2 separate regions of the Mus musculus genome follow, and region 1 is linked to region 2. Evidence: chromatin contacts called from public HiChIP or PLAC-seq data. All regions are on one chromosome and are shown on one strand. The core of a region is the stretch at or near the end of the contact, and the rest is flanking DNA. Distances in the headings are between cores, read along the strand shown.

Evidence for each region. HiChIP or PLAC-seq counts read pairs in DNA pulled down with a chosen protein or histone mark.
Region 1: an H3K27ac HiChIP or PLAC-seq map of epiblast stem cells shows a contact between it and region 2. The contact joins two enhancer-like sites. A contact is called at or near these places in 8 of 39 promoter capture datasets (the 3T3-L1 cell line, 3T3-L1-derived adipocytes, the C10 cell line and 4 more), 2 of 15 datasets of contacts at CTCF or cohesin (CD8 T cells and the NIH/3T3 cell line), 18 of 484 Hi-C or Micro-C datasets (the AML12 cell line, the F1.1 cell line, beige adipocytes and 9 more), 12 of 115 datasets of contacts at active chromatin or transcription factors (CD8 T cells, the HPC-7 cell line, the NIH/3T3 cell line and 6 more) and 4 of 9 other capture datasets (adipose tissue, embryonic stem cells, liver and 1 more).

What each region holds. Positions count from the first base shown.
Region 1 is chr11:106,635,892-106,639,260 of GRCm38.p6, reverse strand. No RefSeq gene overlaps it. Among named protein-coding and RNA genes, the nearest start is that of Tex2, 25 kb to the right of the region's middle. Within about 2 kb of position 1,275, at least 44 of the 459 cell types and tissues checked have an H3K27ac peak or open chromatin away from gene starts, as enhancers often do. A contact at or near this core is called in epiblast stem cells, stem cell-derived epiblast-like cells and trophoblast stem cells, where this site is marked.
Region 2 is chr11:106,555,327-106,558,610 of GRCm38.p6, reverse strand. The region is part of intron 2 of Tex2 (testis expressed gene 2); the gene reads left to right. Among named protein-coding and RNA genes, the nearest start is that of Gm22711, 56 kb to the right of the region's middle. Within about 2 kb of position 1,675, at least 131 of the 459 cell types and tissues checked have an H3K27ac peak or open chromatin away from gene starts, as enhancers often do. A contact at or near this core is called in epiblast stem cells, stem cell-derived epiblast-like cells and trophoblast stem cells, where this site is marked.

The DNA.
Region 1 (3,369 bases), core at 26-2,525, 81 kb before region 2:
GGGGGTGCGCAATGAGACGAGCGTCCCGGGAAGCTGAAGGCAGAGAGGGATGTGCCACAGTTGTTCTTGGGAAGATGTAGGCACAGTTGGTTCCAAGGACTAAGAAACCTTTTTCTCTCTCTCAGTGACTCCATCTATTGGTGGAAACCAAGGCTGGGGTGTAGCTCAGTCAGTAGAGTGCGCACCCCTTGCACAGGAAGCCCAGGGTTCAATCCCAGCACTGGGAGGTAGAAGCAAGAGATTCAAGGTCATCCCTGGGTACACCGCAAGTTAAAGGACAGCCTGGGCTACATAAACTGTCTCTGTGGCAAATGCCTTTAATACCAGCACTTGGGAGGCAGAGGCCTCCAGCTCCCGGACAGCAGAGTTGTTCCACAGAGAAATCTGTCTCAAAAATGCCAAAAATAAAGCAACAACAAAACCCTGTCTCAAGGCAAAGTTGCTACCTTTTCCTCTCGGCTCCACCCAACAGTTACCTAGCAACAGCCTGGCTCTTAACTCTCCATCCTCTCTCTCCCCTCTCCCTTCCCCTCTCCCTCTCTCCCTCCTTCCCTCCCTCTCTCCATCCCTCCCCATCTTCTTCCTGTCTTCCCACGTGTTCCTGGCTGGCATCTCCCCTTCTTTCTCTGTCCCCCTTTTATCTGTCTCCACTCCCTTCTCAGATGCCAAATAAACTTCCTTTTATACCAGACCTGTCCTGTGGATAATTCCTGCAGGGGATGCCTCAGCCTGGGCCCAGCTCAGGCTCCCCCTCCTGCTGCGGCATACTGCCTTTTATAAGACATATCAAAAGGGAAGATTTATGCATTGAAGATCTTGGTTATTGTACAAAAATATTGCTAATCGCCTAAACAGTGCCCCTTAAAACGACATTAATTCTCTCTGTATCTGTGTGTGTGTGTGTCTGTCTTTCTCTCTGTCTGTCTGTCTCTCTCTGTGTCCCTCTCTGTCTCTGAACACACACACACACACACACACACACACACACACACACACACACACACATCTAAGTTCATTATAACTTTCTCTTTGCTTGAGCAGGATGCGACGGTGCCTGCCTTTAACCCCAGCACAGGGAGGCAGACGCAGGCAGATCTCTGTGAGTTTGAGGCCAGCCTCGTCTACATAGTAAGTTGCAGGACAGCTTAGAGCCACATAGTGAGACCCTGTCTCAAAAACAAACAAAAAAAACCTGTAGCCTGAAGGGAACCAGCCAAGTTCAGGGTTGGCGGTCCGGAAGCTACCGAGTGTATAGCTCAGTCAGCTGGCTTGACAGGTCAGACATGAGAGGTGCTGTGGAGGCCCCACGCTGTGAGAGAGCTGGGAAACTGGTATGACTGGCTGGATTGCCCGGATGGGATGGGGAGAGGATTAGCCAGAGCACAAAGTCCAGGCAGAGCAGCACCCCAGGGAGCCAAACAATTCCTCTAGGCCCTCTTCCCAACTCACCAGGGTTTTCTGGCTGACTTGGGGCAGCTCTAAGTGTTTATTTAGAGCGCCTTGGTTTGTTTATTTTTCTTAGAACCGTAGGCAGAGTGATTACTTCCAGCTTCAAATAGAATTTTGTGTTGTTTTTCTCTGCCGGACTTAAGGAGTTTTATTATGTCTTTCCTTCTACCTGTAAGAACAAAAGGGGGAAGAATAAATTGTAATTGAGAGAATTAGTCACTTGCCTCTCTCCTGGAAGTGTGTGTCTCGCTGAGTGGAGGGCTGCCATTCCCTGGGACCGGCTTGTCTTTGAATGGATCTGAGTGACATGAGTGATGGAATCTCAGTGGCACGTCTTTGAGTATTGAAAACAAGAGAACATTTCCTGACAATTTGTGTGAGGTAATTTCCATCCTCCTACGACACGGGAAAGACAAGAGAAGATGGGGCCATCTTCTTCTAGTTACGATTTCCTTATTTATTTATTTATTTTTAGTTTTTTTTCAAGACAAGGTTTCTCTGTGTAACAGATCCCTGGCTGCCCTGGAACTCACTCTGTAGACCAGTCTGACCTCATAGAGTTTGCCTCTGCCTTCTGAGTGCTGGGATTTCAGGATTATACCAATTTACTTTGCTCAAGGCCAGCAGCTTAAAAAAAAAAAAAAAAAGATTGATTTATTTATTTCATTTATGAGTACACTGTAGGTGTCTTCAGACACACCAGAAGAGGGCACCAAATCCCATTACAGATGGTTGTGAGCCACCTTATGATTGCTGGGATTTGAACTCATGACCTCCAGAAGAGCAATCAGTGCTCTTACCTGCTGAGCCACCTCTCCAGCCCTGATGATCTCTTCTCAATGACCCCCCTTCCTCATGGTTCAGCACCCCCACCCTTTGTGGACTTCCCACCCTATTCTCCATTCTGCCCAGCCATTGTGTAATTAGCATAGAGCAACATATCTCCAGGGGTGAGAGTTCCAAGTGGCTTTGAGCTACCCCATATAGATGATGGGAACCAAACTTGGATCTTCTGGAAGAGCATTCATTAAACAGAGATGGCTGAGCCATCTCTCCAGTCCCCAGTAGAGAGTCTAGCACCTTTTGGCTGTCTGAATGCTGCCTTCTCCGTGTGCGTTTGTCTTGAAGCGTCTCTCTTACGAGAACACTCACACCTGAGCAGTGGTGACGCAGACCTTTAATCCCAGCACTTGGGAGGCAGAGGTAGGCAGATCTCTGAGTTTGAAACCAGCCTGGACTATAAAGCAAGTTCTGGAACAGCCAGAATTACAGAGAGAGGAGAGATCCTGTTTCAAGCAAATCAAAACAACACCAACCAACTAATCAAACAAATCAACCAACAAAAACCCGATTCTGATTTTATTCCAGTATCGTGTCCATCTCAGGACTTGCTATTAATTTTGGTTCCTTTGGACACACAGCAGCGTTTGGAACCCATTCTTGCCACTGCTGAGGGGAAGTAGGCTCTGTGAGCTGCAGGGTCTTCCACTCTAGCTGATAGAAACACACACTAGAACAAGGGAGGCTGAGCAGGAAGGTCAGGAGTTCAGGGCCACCCTCAGCTACATAGTTAGTGCAAGGCCAGTTTGAATGACATAAGAGCCTGCCTCAAACAAACAAATTCGAGTATAGAGGCACAAGGCTGTGATCCTAGAATATGGGAGGTAGAAGCAGGAGGGTCAGGAGTTCAGGGCCACCCTCAGCTACATAGTAAGTTCAAGGCCAGCTTTGAAGGACATGAGTTCCTGTCCATAAAACAATCAAATAGCCCACAGAATATTCCTCTTGCCACCACCCATCTAACCTGTGCTCTGCCTCCCCTCCCCCACCTCTCCCCTCCCTCACTCCTCCCCCATTCGGAACCTGCTCCTTCTTTTCTCCTTCTTTTCTGATCTTTGAAAAGATAACTCACAGAAGCCC
Region 2 (3,284 bases), core at 426-2,925:
TTGTGTCTGCAGGTTTGCTTTGCCTTTTCTGGGGTAAAGTTAAATTTGCGCCAAAGTTGTTCCTTGTTCTCCAACCCTAGGATCTTTGGTCTTGTATTAGGTGACTCTGGCTCCCAAGTGTCAATATATCAGAAGGGGCTAAACTCAGTAAGTACAAAATCCTGTTTGTGTGGCATTTGTGGGCAGGTGAAATTCAGCTACCTGTGCGTACATTTTGGAGGTGAGCATCAGCAGCAGTGGCCGCAGCCCTGGCTTCAGCTGCTTTTCTCTGGGGATGAGCAGGGATCTGAGTGACAGGCAGTTCCCATTGCCAGTGTAGCCACAGGGTAAGAGCATGCTGCAGTTTCTGCTGTCAGCCCTGGCGCCAGCCACACTGAGGACTCTCATCACTTCCTGGGGCCAAAGGATCAGGTCTGACCTCTGGCCAGCCCAGCATCCAGCCGAGCACAGAGTGCTGGCCTTGAACCCTTCCCTGGCACTGTGATTGGGAGCAAGCACAATAGTAGCTCCTCCAGACTTTATTATTTTGCAAAAGGTTAATTGTAGCTTTTAATCTTTCCCAGGATTAAATGGCCCTCTTTATAGATTGTGGTTTGTACTTCCAGCCAAACGGGGCTTCTGAGTCCAGCAGAGAATTGAAGAGAAACCCCTGACCTTTCCTAAATGCTGTCCCAGGTCCAGACTGTAGCCCAGACAGCTGCTGCCTATGACTGGTCATTGTCCCAGTGGTATGCACGGTCTCCATTTAAACAGTCCCAGGTTCAGAAAGAAGCAAGGCTTATGTGACATCTCAGTGGTGTGTGTGGAACGACGACAGGAGGCCCTTGGAGTGCGACACCAACCTGTGCCGGTGCTCTTTGTGCCTACTCCCATGCCTATAACAAAATAAAGCTGGAGAAATATCTCACCCGCTATGTTTAGGGTTAAGAATGTTAGAATGGGTGTGCAGAGGGCAGTGGAGGAGGGGCAACATGGGGGTTGGGAGGCATGCCACTCTGAGCGCTGTGTATCTGACTGCTCAAGTCACATGCAGTCTAACCCAGGGTGTCAGTCAAGTACCGGGAGAATTTGGGTCAGCTCATGGTAGGAAGAGGTAATTAGGTTTGTATGTGGAAACTGCATTTTGCAAGGGAGACCTGGTTTGACGTATTGTGGTATCTCAGAGGCAGACTCGGGGGTCAGACTGAGTTGATTTGGGCCAGCATCTTGGTCTAAGCCCCAGGCTTGTCTGCCCCAGGTTCCCATGTAACATGGCTTCAGCAGCAGTTCCTGTCGCTCCAGGATTCTTATTCTCTTACTCTGCAGTTTTATGTCTTTTACTTTGATTCTTCTCCTTGAGGAATTACAGTGACGGAGTCTCCTCCTTGCAAGTAATTGTTGAGCTTGTTCCTTTGTGGGTCTCCAGGAGTGCCATGGAGTTATGGGCTGGGGGCAGCCTGTTTAGCTCCTGAGCTCCAAGGATTTCATTTAACCCTCCGAGCTGTTTTCGGAGTCAGACTTCAGTCGTATGCTCGGTCACGAGACATTGCTGGGACTGAGGTGGGCCTTGTTCTCCCTGCTCTGTGGAGCTGGCAGTTTAGTAAAGCAATCAAAACAGGTCCAGGGCAGAGAAGGCGTCAGCTTTGCTTTGACCTGAAGGCTGCTAAGGCACTGCCCAGACTATTGGCCGTGTCATGGGGCCATGGTTGGAGGCCACACCTCAGTCAGCTAGATCTGAGGCCAGGTCCCAGCTGTACCAGTCTCCATCAAGAGGCAGGTCATTCCCCTGTTTTGAGCTTTGTTTCGAATGTGGTGGTAGGAAATTGGTGTGGTAAGCCACATGGTACACATGAAGTTCTGGGACACGATAAGAGCCTAGATACCAGGTGCTGTTGTGAGTACTCATTAGTACTTTCTCACTGTGCTTAAGACTGTCCATTCTTACTGTATGAATTATGCTCCCTGCCTTCTGTCAGCATGGAGAAATGTTGTGGTTTACATAGACTATGAGTTGGGATGAGGAAAGCAGGAAGCTAGGCTGAGCCTCTTTACAGGATGGAAAAGTGGGGGGCTGAGGGCTGAGCAGCCCCCACGGTGGGTGTCGCTGGCAGGTGTTGGGGCCTGGGTTGGAACCCGAGCTGCCAGATTCTTGGGATTCTTGCTGACACTGCGGGTGGCCAGGGCGTCTATCCACAGTCTTCTACAGAGTCAAATGTGAGCACGCACGTAGATCTCCTAAAGCTAGCCAAGGTTGGGAAGCTGTGGACTTTAGCCTCAACTAGAATAAAAGGACAAAGGCATTTCAGGAAGGAGGAGATCAGGAGATGAAAGGGAAGGGAAAATGAGCAGACCATGGCAGCTGGACAGCTGGGGAGATGAGGATGGGAGGGATGCTGCCTGGGTCAGACTGGGCAGATGTTGGAGCAGGCGTCATGGCCTGGGCTCCTTGCCTCTGCCACTGGAGTAGTAAGGTTTGATCTGTGTAGTTCGGCCTCAAACTCCTTTCCTTTGCATTGCTCTGGATCAGGTTGCCCTGGTATTTGTCAGAACATGGAGTGTGACCTGTATCTGTCAGAGCTGTCAGCAGAGGCTAACTGCTTACTCATCCCTGAACTTTGGTCCTGCTGAGTGGAGCCAGAGCCCAGGAGGGGCCTGTTCCTCAGGCTCCTGGGCTGAGCTCCTGCTCTGTGGCTACCCAGAAGCATTGTGGGGAAGGTTGGCTTTGTTTACCATATTACACAGGAACTGACCTAGGAAGAGAACTGATCTGCCGGTCCTTAGAGGGCTCAGGATAACAAAACCTGTGCACAGAGACTGTTCAGCCAGACTGTTCAAACAACCTTTGGTGTGTTGTCTATTTTCCAATCTGAAAAGCAGAGAAATAAGCTAAAAACTTGATAGAAGTTTCCCTACAGATGAGTATGCATTTAAAGAGAGGAAAGCATTTGGAGAAGTCTCTGCCCAGTGACCCCAGTGGGGTTGGTTTTGAAGCCACATAGAACCGTTGTTGATAGCTGAGCACAAGAGCGTGTGCTCTTGGAACTTGATAGTGCAAATCTAAATGCTGGAGAGGTGAAGATGGGGAGATCTCAATTTGGAGGCCAGACTGGTGTACATAATAACTCTCTCAAAACACTAAAGGAAAGAGGAAACCTGTCATCAAAATCCTGTCATGTGAAATCTAACAGGCGTTTACATGTCTTTAGTCCCAGCACTCTGGAGGCAGAAGCAGGAGGAGCTCTGGGAGTTCAAGGCCAGCCTGGTCTGCAGAGTTGAGTTCTAGGACAGCCAGGGCTACATAGAGA